Regions from separate parts of the Mus musculus genome. Here region 1 is linked to region 2. Evidence: chromatin contacts called from public Hi-C data. All regions are on one chromosome and are shown on one strand. The core of a region is the stretch at or near the end of the contact, and the rest is flanking DNA. Distances in the headings are between cores, read along the strand shown. Region 1 overlaps Cers6 (ceramide synthase 6). Region 2 overlaps Cers6 (ceramide synthase 6).

The links. Hi-C and Micro-C count contacts between places; a contact is called where the count stands out from the background.
Region 1: a Hi-C map of liver shows a contact between it and region 2, with 2.0 times the contacts expected there. The contact joins two enhancer-like sites. A contact is called at or near these places in 1 of 484 Hi-C or Micro-C datasets (liver), 3 of 115 datasets of contacts at active chromatin or transcription factors (embryonic fibroblasts and embryonic stem cells) and 1 of 9 other capture datasets (embryonic stem cells).

Annotation. Positions count from the first base shown.
Region 1 is chr2:69,056,808-69,064,037 of GRCm38.p6, reverse strand. The region is part of intron 6 of Cers6 (ceramide synthase 6); the gene reads right to left. Among named protein-coding and RNA genes, the nearest start is that of Gm39840, 70 kb to the left of the region's middle. Within about 2 kb of position 1,982, at least 14 of the 459 cell types and tissues checked have an H3K27ac peak or open chromatin away from gene starts, as enhancers often do. A contact at or near this core is called in liver, where this site is marked.
Region 2 is chr2:68,899,080-68,906,423 of GRCm38.p6, reverse strand. The region is part of intron 1 of Cers6 (ceramide synthase 6); the gene reads right to left. Among named protein-coding and RNA genes, the nearest start is that of Cers6, 41 kb to the right of the region's middle. Within about 2 kb of position 5,558, at least 46 of the 459 cell types and tissues checked have an H3K27ac peak or open chromatin away from gene starts, as enhancers often do. A contact at or near this core is called in liver, where this site is marked.

The DNA of each region.
Region 1 (7,230 bases), core at 733-3,232, 160 kb before region 2:
GTTTCCCAAACCGTCTTCCGCAGGAGAAATCATGTGAGAGCCTGGGCTCCATGGTTGGCCTTTGGGTTAGTGCTTGATTGCAAGCACCAGAAGCGCCCTGGCCTCAGCAGTGACCCAAACCACCTGTAATGTCATTTTGTCTCTTGACAGAATCGCTCGTCCTCAAGAGTTCCCTCTGTGTTCCTCGGCGTTTCCCACAGACCCCACCATCTTGTTAGTGGTTCCTCACATGTTATCAGAGACAAGAAAAAAAGGAACCAGATGTGGTTTTGACCCAAATTCCAGTAGAAAAACTCTGAAATAAAAGAATTCAAGGATAAGCCATCCATTATAATGGCAAAACTTAGTAAGACAGAGTCCCCCCACTGTTTTTTGTTTGTTTGTTTGGTTTGGTTTGGTTTGTTTGGTTTGGTTTGTTTTGGTTTTTCAAGACAGGGTTTCTCTGTATAGCCCTGGCTGTCCTGGAACTCACTCTGTAGACCAGGCTGGCCTCAAACTCAGAAATCCTCCTGTCTCTGCCTCCCAAGTGCTGGGATTAAAGGCATGTGCCACCATGCCTGGCTCGAGTCCCCCACTATTAAAAAACAAAACAAAACAAAACAAAACAAAACAAAACAAAACAAAACAAAACAAAATAAAACGAACCAGAACCTTTACTTCTCTAGGGGAATTTTATAAACAACAAAGTATTAGCACAACAAAGCCAAAGAGATAATCACTCACTAAGACATATGTGCCAGATTCTAGATAACACAGCTCCCTCCAAGTTTACTATGTTAGAGTCTTTGAAATGTTATCTTCTACCTTGTAAAGGGACCACAAATTCATCTCAATGTACCTGCCTTTATTAAGATAAAATTACATCATAAAAAGCTACACCATACACATATACTCCTTCTATGTGTAAGAAATTTTTCCTTAAATTTTTATTTGGAATGAACTGAATGAAAAAAGTATTATTGAGCTACCTCAAAAAAAAGGAGTAAGGCTTCTGAGATTCTAACTAGGGCTGGGACAAACATTCATAGACAGCGAAGATCGTAAATACTTCTAAAAATCAAGACAGTAGAAAAGACTTTGCTCAGATGCAAAGAAAATGTATGTTGTCTTGAATTTAATAAAGTTAATACATATAAATAATAACTTGTAATTTTGCTCAAAGAATAGCAATTAGGTACTTACGACCCATTTAACAGATTTCTAAGACTCCTAGAAACAGGACAACAGCAGAGTTTGCAATTGACATTGTATGATTTCTCTATCTCTGTTTCCCTCTCTTCCTCTTCCCTCTCCCCACTCTTCCGCCTCTTCCTTTCCTTCAAGGCTCATAAGTTATTCTACTTCAAAGCAGAGATAGAGAAACTGTCAGAATTGTGGTTATGAATAAAGTTTTATTAAAACCCTAACTGCACCCACTTGTTTCCTTTCTGTCTTACATGGCTTTCTTGCTCTGGTAGCACACTTGAAAAACTGCAACAGAAAGCACCTACAACTTTACAACACTACCTGGTCCTTACAGTAAAGTTTGATGACCCTTGTTTTAGAATCATGCCAAAGGGCATCATGTGAGAAACTCAGTTATGCAACGCAGCAGGTTTGTAGTCTCTGCCTTACTTGATTCTGGCAAAGGATATGTAAGAGGTTAATTTTCACAGCTCTTCTGAAGCAATCCAAACCAATTTAATACTGCTCATGAAATTCATATAAACCATAAGGAGCTCTGAAAGGCACCCTCATCAAAGGTCATGATCGATTATAACTACAACTTCTAGACAACTGAAAGGCCAGCAATGGCTTCTCCAGCTTCTAAAAGCAGGAGCGGTGTGTCCAGATTGGCCAGCATTTTCTCTGTTGCTAGAAGCACCATTATTTTATGGCTTCTGGAAAAAGATATAAATGAGGCAGGGAACTGCTGTGTAAGGGCTGTTCACCCGATCTTTCTCCTGTACAACATTTATGGTGCCCTTTCAAGATTGAGAACTCATAATCTTGTCCGCTGTGGATTAGTTAATATTTAATCTTTAATTGATTTTTTATTACATTAGAAAGGAGCACAATAAAATGTTATTTGTGCCAACAGAAACAGTATGATAGTGCTACCAATCACTTCTGGAGGGGGTAGTCAGAACATGGTGCTAGTTTGCAGTGTTCTGAGCCAGTCTTCAGTCTTCCACCTCTCTCCATCCAAGCAAGCTCTCAAACCCTCTGATTTCAAATGCCATCAGTGTGTTTATTCAAACACACATATGCCATTTTTCTCACAAGTTGTCTACATGCAACTACCTGGTCTTTATAATGGACTCTCTAGGTTCTGTTTAAATCACCCTTGACCTGGCCATATTAGTTTGCATGAATTTAAATGAGAAAAGGTCACTTCTGAGGTATTAAAAATATAGTTTATGTAAGTCTGAAGAACTCCATTAGTTCACAAATGAATCTCTCCATTTTCTGCAAAGGTCCCTATAAGAGCTCAACCACAAAGCCCATCTAACCTGAAAGCATCCAACACCATCAGTAGGGGGCAGACTGTGCTCAACTAAAATCAGAGCTACTTGATGGGACTCCAGCCAGCATCTTCATAGGTACTCCCAAAGTCTTGAGGCCCAATGACAATGAACAATCAGAGACTCAATTTTGTGCTTCACATAGAGGGTGGAGAATATCTTCTCCAGGCTAAACAGTTGGGGATGGTGCTGTAAGCTGTTGGGCAGAGTTCAGGGGAGCTCTTATAGTTAGCAACCATATCTTCTTCTTGTTCCTCTTCCTTCAGCCATCCCAGTACCTGCTCCTACACCTGAATTCTAGCTGTGGCATTTCCTCAAAGCTGGCGTAGAAAGTATGCATATTTCCTCTTTCTAAACCCCACATTTGCAATGAATACCTAGCAAACGCCTAAGTACCTTCTAATTTGACTACTAATTTTCATGTGCAGAAGCTCCGAAGCTGTGATGTCTTCCTGATGGCAGCTCCATAAAACAATATTCAGAGCTCTCTCTCTCTCTCTCTCTCTCTCTCTCTCTCTTTTTTTTTTTTTAGATGGGAGCTGAGGCACCTAGACATCAAGTTCTCCAAAGTCACATTGTGACAATGGGCTAGAGCCAGTTCCATGCAGTCTGGAGTTCAGGCTGGTGAATATCCTACTCCTAGCTTCTCAGGGACAAATATAAGGGGAAGGGTGACTGTAAAGAGGCAGAGGTGTTGGTTAGGAGAAACCATCAGGTGAGGGACAAACAGAACAAGGACTGTCCCTGGGAGATGACAAGGGCATTGTGAGAGCCAGGCTGCAAGGAGTGGCCTTGGGCCTGAGGCACAGTGCTTCCAGGGAGATCAAAGCCCCAAGCATGGCTTGTTGGTATTTATAAGGATAGGGGCTGAATGGGGTCATTAGTCCAGGATAGTTAGAACTACAATGACCCAGAGTGGAGATTTTTCTGGCTCTCTAGAATGACTTGAGAGGAATTCCCCCAGAAGACCAAATAACAACTTCCAATTGAAGAGAATATCATAAGGAACAGAAGATTCTCCCACACCCAGGGAGGCAGACATCTAGCTGAGGCCCAAGACTTAGGATATACAGTCCCAGGTATGGGTCCTTGGGCAATACAGCAGCACATAAGTTCTTGTCACCCTCCTGTACCTATGCAGATCAATCTTTCCAGTGGCCAGACATCTGAATCAAAGACCGAAAGATAACTTCATCTTTAAAAATGCATGTAGAGCTGCTTCCCCACCTGGGTGAGATCAGGGACCCAATACCCTCTCACACACTACAGTCTGTCTGCCTCCCAGGGGGTCTGAAGTAACCACGGTCACAGGAGGCCTTCTCTAACCAGAGACTCAGGAGGTTGATCCTAACCAGAGATAGCACTGCCTACCTACCAGGAGACTGGTTCTAACCCAGGTCACAGAGCTCTACCTGCCTCCAAGGAGGCCAGTCAGAAGATTCTGGACAGATGTCATTCAGAACCTAAGAGACTACAAATGCTCGTCTAGTATACTATACCCAGCAAAACTCTCAATCACCATGGATGGAGAAACCAAGCTATTCCATGACAAAACCAAATTTAAACAATGATCTTTCTACTAATCCATCCCTACAGAGGATACTAGGAGGAAATCTCCAACACCAGGAGGGTAACTACACCCAAGAAAACACTAGAAATTAAACATTTCACAACAAATCCAAAAGAGGAGAATCACACACACATAACACCACCTCTAGCAACAAAAATAATGGGAATTAACAATCATCTGTCTTTAATATCTCTCAACATCAATGGACTCAATTCTCCAATAAAAAAAACTGGATACATAAACACAATTCAGCATTTTGCTCCGTACAAGAAACACACCTCAGTGATGAATACAGACACTACCTCAGAGCAAAAGTGCTGAAAAAAAGTTTTCCAAGCAAATGATCCCAAGAAACAAGCTATAGTTGCCATTCTTATCAAATGCGATAGGAAAGGGCACTTCATATTTATCAAAGGAAAAATCCACCAGGAAAAAGTCTCAATTTTGAACATCCATATCCTAATGCAAGGACACCCACATTCATAAAACAAACTCAAAACGTACACTGCATATCACACAGAGTGGGAGATTTCAACACCTCGCTTTCACCAATGGACAGATCATGGAAACAAACAGAATAGAGACACAGTGGAACTAACAGAAGTTATAAAGCAAATGGATTTAACATATATCAACAGAACATTTCACCCCAAAACAAGAGAATATACTTTCTTCTCATGGAACCCAAGAAGAGTAGAAGGCAGGAAATAGTCAAACTCAGGGCTGAAATCAACTAATTGGAAACAAAGAATCAACAAAACCAAGAGCTGGTTCTTTGAGAAAATCAAGGAGCTAGATAAACCCTTAGCTAAACTAACTAAAAGACACAGAGACAGTATCCAAATTATCAAAATCAGAAATGAAAAGGAAGACATTACAACAGAAACTGAGGAAATTCAAAAAAATCATCAGAATTACTACAAAAGCCTATACTCAACACAACTGGAAAAATCTAGATGAAATGAATGATAATCTAGACAGATGCCATGTACCAAAGTTAAATCAAAATCAAGTAAACTATCTAAACATTTCCATAACCCCTAAGGAAATAGAAATAGCCATTAACCTCCCCCCTCCCCACAAAAAAGCCTACAGTCAGATGGTTTTAGTGCAGGATTCTACCAGACCTTCAAAGAAGAGGTAATACCAATACTCCTGAAAACGATTCCACAAAATAGAAACAGAATGAACACTACTGAATTCATTCTATGAAGCCACAGTTACTCTGATATCTAAACCACCCAAAGACCAAACAAAGAAAGAGAACTTCAGACCAATTTCACTTATGAATATCAATGCAAAAATACTCAATAAAATTCTCCCGAATCAAATCCAAGAACAAATCAAAACCATCATTATTAACTACGATCAAAGACACTTCATCCCAGGAATGCAGAGATAGTTCAACATGCGAAAATCCATCAATGTTATATACTATATAAATGACCTCAAGGAAAAAAAAAGTCACATAATCATCTCAATACATGCTGAAAAGCTTTCAACAAAATACAAAAGCAATCTACAGATTCAATGAAATCTCCATCAAAATTCCAACACAAGTAATTCTTCACAGACAAGGAAAGAACAATTCTCAACTTCATATGGAAAAACAAAAAATCCCAGGATAGCCAAAACAATTCTCAACAATAAAAGAACTTCTGGGGGGAAATCACCATCACTGACCTCAAGCTGTACGACAAAGCAGCAGTGATAAACAGAGACAAACAGGACGATCAGTGGGATAGAATCGAAGACCCAGAAATAAACCCACACACCTATGGACACTTGATCTTCAATAAAGAAGCCAAAAACATACAGTGGTAAAAAAAAAGCATCTTCAATAAATGGTGCTGGTCTTATTGGCTGTCTGCATGTAGAAGAATGAAAATAGACCCATAGTTATCACCTTTCACAAAGCTCCAAGCCCAAGTGGATCAAAGACATCAACATAAAACCAGATACACTGAATCTAATAGAAGAGAAAGTGGGAAAGAGCCTCAAACTCATTGGCCAAGGGGGTGGGGGTGGGGGGGATTTGTTGAGCAGAACACCAATGGCTCAGGCTCTAAGCTCAGGCTCTAAGATCAACAATTGATAAATGGGACCTCACGACACTAAAAACTTCTGTAAGGCAAAGGACACTGTCAATGGGACAAAACGGCAGCCTTCAGATGGGAAAAAAAAAAATTCCCTAACTCTACATCTGATAGAGGGCTAATATCCAAAATATATAAAGAATTCAAGAATTTAACCTCCGAAAACCCAAATAACCAAATCTAAAAATGGGATACAGAGCTAAACAGAGAATTTACAACAGAAGAATCTCAAATGACCAAGAAACACTTAAAAAATGTTCAAAGTCCTTAGTCATCAGGGAAATGAAAATCAAAACGACCCTGAGATTCCACCTTACACCAATCAGAATGACTAAGATCAAAAAATTAAGTGACAGCACATGCTGGTGAGGATGTGGAGAAAGAGGAACACTCCTCCAATGCTGGAGGGATTGTAAGCTGGTACAACCACTCTAGAAATGAATGAATCTGGCAGTTCCTCAGAAAATTGAAAAATAGTTCTACCTGAAAATCCAGCTATACCACTCTTGGGCATATACCCAAAAGATGCCCACAATACCATAAGGACACATGCTCTAACATGTTCATAGCAGCCTTATTTATAATAGCCAGAGGGGACAACTCCATAGGAAGACCAGCAGTCTCAACTAACCCAGACCAGAGAGAGAGCTCCCAGAGGGCTGGTCCCATGCCTTTGGCACATATATATCAGAGGACTGCCTGGTCTGGCCTCAGTGAGAGAAGATGAGCTTAATCCTCAAGGGACTTGAGGCCCCAGGAAATGAGGAGGCCTGGTGGGGGGGGCACCCTCTCAGAGGCAAGGGGGAGGAGGAATGGGATTAGTAACTGTTGGATCAAAGGCTGGAATGCTTTTAAAAAGGCATGTAGATGTTGAGTTGGGAGATAAAGCCAAAAATCTCACAAATTTACCCTGCAGATTATTTTTGAGGGCAGATAGTAGCTTATTCAAATGAGTTACATTTTCTTCTTTATATTATGACGTCTGGGGGAGGGGCAGGAATGGGGTGTAGGCTTGGATCAGGACTATAGTTCTAAGGAGAAACCTCAGGGTGTCATGTGC
Region 2 (7,344 bases), core at 4,309-6,808:
GGGTGCCTAGAAAATGGATACAGGATGGAAGGAACAGGAAACCCAAACAATAGAAATAAATATAAGGAGTTAAGCAACATCAAAAGGTTAAACTTGAGTCTTATAGAACAATGATTATACCGTGACAATAAAATAAAAACCAAGATTGATTTCCAGTGATAAAGAAAAATCTTCTTAACAAAGGAAGTCAGAGGGATGCTGTGGAATCCATGAAATCACTACAGTATGGTTGCATAAACAAAGCCTCTATAATGATGCCAACACAAATGGGGGAACTCAAGCCTCTAAGAATTGCAGCAGTTGTAATAAATTAGTGGACATGGGAGGAATTTTAAGGAGAGAAAAGGAAGGTGTTGGGAATGAAGTAAGTATAGTACTCATATAGGAAATTCTCAAAAAATTTCAAATAATAAAAAAAACAGGAAGGAAGGGAAATCAATTAGCATAGATCAGGCAAAAAACAAAACCATGGAACATGGCAGGAAATGTCAAGGAGGTTTTGAGAGATTTTGTATTGCCCTTAAAACTATAGAGCTGTTACAATAACACCCCTGAAACCAGAAGACCTAGGTTCAAAGCATAGCTGTATCACTACAGCCTGAGTGGTGGTACTCTATTTTTAAAATCTCTCAACAGATAATAATTCCATCTTTACATATAATCATGAGAAACAATTAATTAATTATTAATGCATGTCAAACACTTGAGCATTACTCAGCCCACCAGACCCTTAATAAAGGTTGGCCATGAAGAGTGTAGTGACGGGAATGGGACCGTCCCCATGCAACAGTGGATGCCCCACTCATGCATGTATGGATCGCACCAATTAGGCGTAGAGGGTGTAAAGTTGGGGGCATGCATGGGAAGCTGGAGGATGACGAACATGAAGGGGTGAACACAACTATATTTCATTTATACATGTATAAAGCTCAAGAATAAATAGAAACTATGTTAAAAAATTAAAACTTTAGCCAGACATGGTAATACATGGTAATCCCAGAACTCAGGTGACAAGAGTCAAGCAGATCTCTGTGAGTTAAGGCCAGCCTAGTCTATAAAGTTCGTTCCAGGCTAGCCAGGGTTACACAGTGAGATCTTATCTCAGAAGCTAAATTTAAAAGTTAAAAAAAAAAAAAAAAACTCACTAAGTGAGAGGCTAGGAAGATGGCTCAGTTGGAAAACGTCTACCATACAAGCATGAAGACCTGAATTTAAATCTTCAGTACTCACAGGAAAAAAATCCTGGTAGGACACACAATGTCTGTAATCCCAGCCCTGGGGATGGGGTAGCAGGCAGATCCCTGGAACTTGCTAGGCCCAGCCAGCCTAGCCAGTAGGTAAGGTCCAAATTCAGTAAGAGAACTTGTCTCAAAAATTAAGGTGAAGAGTCACTAAATAAAATACCAAGTGTCAACTTCTGGCACCCATATGTACGCATACCTATACAAACATACCTATATATGCATAACACAAACATGAGCCTATACACACATCGCATGGATGCTTGATACTATATGAATTCTCTGTCTGTCTGTCTGTCTATGTCTGTTTCTCTCTTCCTGCTTCCCCCTCATTAACTCTAGGACAAATGGTATGGAAGGTATAATTTCAGTTCTATGAACAGTACTATATCCTGATATCCTATAAATAACAAACAAATACAGACTTACAAATACAGATAAAACCATTTACATAGGATAATGCAAAAAATGGTGAAGAACCATAAACAAAGTTGCTCTAAGGACAGAATGTCAATATATTAGGTGTTATCAATTATTATGTGTTATATAATGTAAGCACTGCCTGCAGAAACACATTATTTTTTGATTTAGAGGTAACTTACAGATGAGATATTAGAAGAACTTAAAGAGGCTGCCTCTATGACAGAGTGTTGCAGAAAATTTGACGAAATCAATTGTTAGGCTTCTTTAGTCAAATGGAAAAATCTCTAGTACTCTCTGGCTGTTACATATAGAATTACTCAGTTTGCATGTGGGAAAGTGGCGATGTTGAGAATTCCTGGAAAGAAGCTGTGTCAGGAAAGACTGACTCATTAAAAGTGCAGTGAAGTGAGGAGGTTGGAATGTTGCAGGTCCAGAGGCTATTTACCCTATCTCAGGCTATCTTCAGCCCCATTCCTTGCCTTCCTCTCTGTCAGAGCTAACATCCTGTGGCTAATAGATAAAAACCTTTTAATACCTATTGACTTAGCAGACTACTTAGCATCCGTCAATCTAAAGGCTAAGAATATTATCAGATAATATCTGGGGCCTATAGGAAAGCTTCACCCATCTTATTGTAAACAACTCTCAGATGTACCTATCAATATATTTTAAACTTGCCTTGATGGGGCTTTGTTTTGTTAAATGATAAAACTTGATGAAACTGCTTTCCACAATGGAACATGAGCATTGGTCCATGTCACTCAAACTGTCTCCAAACATAACTATAACTTATTCCTCTTAAGGAGAGAGTTGGGTTTGTTTGTTTGTTTGCAGAGACAGTGCTTATAAAGGAGAAGACTGTTCGCATAGGAGAACAGTCACTGTAGAAGCTAAGGATAAAACAGTCTCTGCAAATGAATGAGCCTACATCATACACAGGCTACCACACTTATATATTTAAACTTTTACATCCAGGAATACAGATGCAGAAAGAGAAAATAAATACAACCAAATGCAAATTGCACACGAGGTAGTGGATATTTGTGAAAGCGATGTGTTGGTTATACGACCCCTTCAGCGTTCTATGTATAAAAAGTTTAGTGAGTGAGTGGAAATGTTCCTCTTCGTTATCAATAAGCTCTTCTGTAGTATATTTTTAAATGCAGATACACATATCTTTTGAAAAGAAGTTAATAAAAATATATGATCTTTTTGCTGCAATTCCCAAGTTAGTTAAAATTCTAAGTACTATTTTTAATTTTTTTTAATCACAGAAGCTTAAGTTTCTATTTTTACATTTTCTTTATTTTCCTGAACTAGCCAAGTATCTATATGTTGTGTTAATCGAAATGCATGGTGCTTACACCACAGTTTAAACCACATAAGGCTCATCAGGGATGAACATGAATGCTTTGAATATAGACCATAGAGTCTTAGATATTGTCTTCCATATGAAAGAATCTTGAACATTTTAACAGCGTTTAAAACACTTTAGAAGAGATGATTATATAAACTACCTGAAATTGCCTGAGGATAAGTATGCTAATAACACAAGTGGTTTTGTTTTAATGCATCAATAAATCATGTTAGAAGCTTTATTCTTAGAGATAATTGCTGTTTTTAACTCTTACAAAATATGAAGTACTCCACCTATATTAGCATATTAAATATCATTTATCGTTTCTCTTAATTTTTCTCATGGTTATTATTTTAGGGCATGTTGTTATAATTACCCTCTCTTAATACGCAAGGTAATAAAGAGATCAGCAGCATGAAGACTGAAACAATACAAAATAAATGTAGCTGTTTTATAACGGAAATCCGTCTGCTCCCCAAGAAGTCATTCATGAAACTGGATCAGGCAGCTAAGTGCCAGCACTGAGGAACATCCTGCTCATCTCTGCCGCCACGCCCCCTCCTGCCCCACAGCATGCACATAGATCACAAAGACAAGGCTTAAAGTTCACTCCATCCACCGTCACCAACATCTGCATCACAGATAAGACACTGACCCTCAGCAAAGAGTGCCAGCACCAGGGTCACTGAGTGACAGGCACAGGGCCAGGACTGTGTCATCATTCTCCCAAAAGGTTATCTAGTTCACGGACCCAGGGTTATTCCACCTTTGCAGGCTTGAATAAATGTGTGAAAATAGTGAGTGGAAAGTGGGTGCATGCTGTGAATATTTGGAATGTGCTCAAAAATTAAATTGGTTAAATGAACTGGAATGAGAGGTACACGCCACCTCAAGTAATTTTGCCACAAACATCGTTACCCAGGGAAGAGCACACCAACTGGTTGTCTAATGCTCAGCCCTGAAAGCAAGCATACAAGTGACATTATACAGACTAGGTAGGCTGTATTTATATACTTAGGACTGTGTATGTATATACATCTATGCATGTAACAACAACTGATGAAAAAAGAGGGCATGCATTTGAAAGAGAGCCAAGGGGGGTATGGGGGGCATGAAGAGAAGGAAGGGAAGGGAGGAGTGGTGCAATTATATTATAGTCTCAACAAATAGAATTAATAATTTTTTAAAAATTGGAGAAATGATTGTTGTTCCTTGCCCCAAATACTTTGCTATTGCTGGGATAAACACCATGACCAAAACCAGTTGGGGAGGCAAAGTTGACTTGCCTTGCAGGATTCAGTCTATCTCTAGGGAAACCAAGGCAGGAACACAAGGCAAGAACCTGAAGGCAGGAACTGACAATGGAGGAATGACTACTGTTTACTGGCATGATCATCTACATTTCCCATGAAGCCCAGGCTCACCTCCTCGTGGAAAGCACTACCCAGAGTAAGCTGGGGCCTCGCACATCAATCAACCAAGAAAACATCCCACAGACAAGCCCACAGGCCTGTGGTGAAACTATTTAAGAATATATAACTGTGTGGTGGAAGAGATAGCTTAAGAGGTAAGAGTGTTTCCTACTCTTATAGAATGAATATCTCTGGGTTCAGTTCTCAGCACCCCCATCAGGTGTTTTACCTGTTTTGCCTATTCCAGAAGATTCAACACCCCCTGGCCTCTTCAGACATGGTATGTGGTTCCTATAAACTCAGGCAAACATATATACATATATACATACATAGGAATTTTCTTAATTTTAAAAAAAATTAAAGATTATCTAAATTGTATCCCATAAAGGGAACATTCAGTCAAGCTGGCAGAGTTCATGAAGCCAAAGAAGAATATAGATTTCATGCCTCAAAAAAAAAGAAATACTTTTAACCAAGAGTGAATTAGACTGAACTCTATTAAACCTAGTATGAGTACATAGCAGCAACTGCAATAAAGAAAATGTGGTTTGATGTTTAAATGACCATCTCAAAAGTAAACGCCAAAATCGATCTAAGATTACAGACACAGAAAGTCGCCCAGAGGAGCAAAATGGCCTCTGATCACAAAAACCCTTGATGGAAATCTGATCATAGACCACTGTGGTATCTCAGAAAGGCAGTAACAGTGCCATGGAAACAGGAAGCTTAAAGCAGAGTGCATAATTAAGAGTCAGGATCGCAAGTGTCCACTCAAGCCTTATCTGGACAGAAAGGAAGCTGCCTGGAGAAATGTGGCGGTCTGCACATACAGGAAACCCAGCCTGTTTCTCTCCCTTGTCAATTTTAACTCGGCGCAGTGTTACAAGCCAGGAAGCTCTGATATTTTATCTGGATTTTGCCTCCTCACCTACAAAGGAAAGGCTAATGTGCCTAAAGTTAATGAACTTATTCCAACTCTGAGGTAGACAGGAAAACAATGTTTTCCAAACTCTATCCTCCACTCGTGGAGAAAGGTTTTCCTGTTGGTTCCAGTTCTAAGCTGTCTTCTCTTCCCATAACACAGTAGGAATCTAGCAGGTCGGGGTCCACCACAGAAGGGCGGGTGAGAGGACTAAGCACCTTCCTGCTTAGAGACACAGCTTCCCTGTCAACTGTGTGAGCACAGACAGCAGAGTGACGAGCAGTCCAAGTCAGGCCCTGCTTTCCACATGCTAAATGGAACTGGTTTTGCAGAGGGCTTAGATCTAGAATCAGGAACATCATACCTGAAATTCCCAACAGTTAAGAGAGCTGGAAAAAACTTCAAAGGGAAGAGAGCAAGGCTAAGAGAAGCACCTGAGTTCTAACAGAACGCCAGCCAGCGTAGGAAGAATGGCTACCACGCCAGCGGGAGTTGATTCAGGTGCAATCATCACTGAGGCTGGTGGATTGAGTTTTGATAAGAAGCTGATGCTGGCAGAATTCTCAAAACTCTTCATACAAAATCCAAACTTGTTACAAAAGAGAAGACATTGCAGGTGGTTGTGGGTAAGGTTGTCGTGCAGGCGACCGAGGTTTCACATCCACAATAGTGGACAGGTATGCTATGCATGCATCTTCCAGCTCGGATACAGTGTCTTCAGATGAACACAGCATTCTTTCTGAGTCCTGAAACTGTGTTAACTAAGATGACTCACGAGGAAACATTAGAAAGAACCTTATCTCTGGATAATTAAAGCCCTGTGCTCTTTAAAACTGTCAAGGGTTCCAAAGACAAGGGAAGCTGAGAAACTGTTTTTAATCAAGAGTTCAAAGAGCCATGAGCATTATATGCAATGTATACACCTGGACAGGATCCTGAAACAGAAGGAAAAAAGACCTATTGTTGAGTTTACAATGCCGATATTATGAATTGAATGGCAGTTTGTTTGCTAAGTTTTAGTGCTCTCACTGGTTATGTTGGAGATCATTATTGTTGGGCAAAGTGCACGGTCAAGTGATTCAAGGTAACTGGACAATAGATTTGCAACTTGCTCTCACAAGGCAAAGATAAGGAGTTCAAGATCACAAGCATATGCTACAGAGAGAGCACAGACCATAGTATGAATACAGTAAAATATTAACCATGAGGAAACCCAGAATCTGTCAACTCTATGTCCATTTAGCAACAACTGTAAATTTGAAATTACCTGAAAATTAATTATTGAAAATAACCAATCCATTGGAAAATTATAACTTTGACACTGTGTATAAATGAAGAGAATATATTTATTATGATTTGCATAGACATATTCCCCGCACGGGTCACAGCTGTTCTGTTGGTGGAGGCTATGAACCTTTAAACTATAAATCCTCACTGCTATAGAGCATTAGAGGAAGGTCTTATGGGTTACAATCCACCCCACATTTCTGTCCCTCTGTCTGCCAAGCTGCTCTAGCAATGCCTTCCCCATCTGGAAGGACTGGCTCCTTGAGCTGTGAGCCACATCTCCTCTCCTCAGTCAGGGATTTGATCACAGTGACATAAAATCACTACATAATGTTAACAAGAAAAGATCATAACATGTTAGGTGGGCTCTAGCGCTTCACAGCATAGAAGGTTAGCCATCTAATTTGTTCAAATCCGTTTTGGGAGAAACATTGCTTAACTCATCGTGAAGGTTTCTGTATTTTGAGTATGGCATGGTAGTGAGTGCACACCTGGAATCCAAGCAGCTGGGAAGGAGAGATAAGATGACTACAAGTTTAGGACATCTTGGGTTCCACGGAAGGGAAGGGGAGGGGAGGGGAGGGGAGGGGAGGGGAGGGGAGGGGAGGGGAGGAGAAGAGGAAGGGGAGGAGAGGAGGAAGGGGAGGGGAGGGGAGGGGAGGGGAGGGGAGGAGAGGAGGAAGGGGAGGGGAGGGGAGGGGA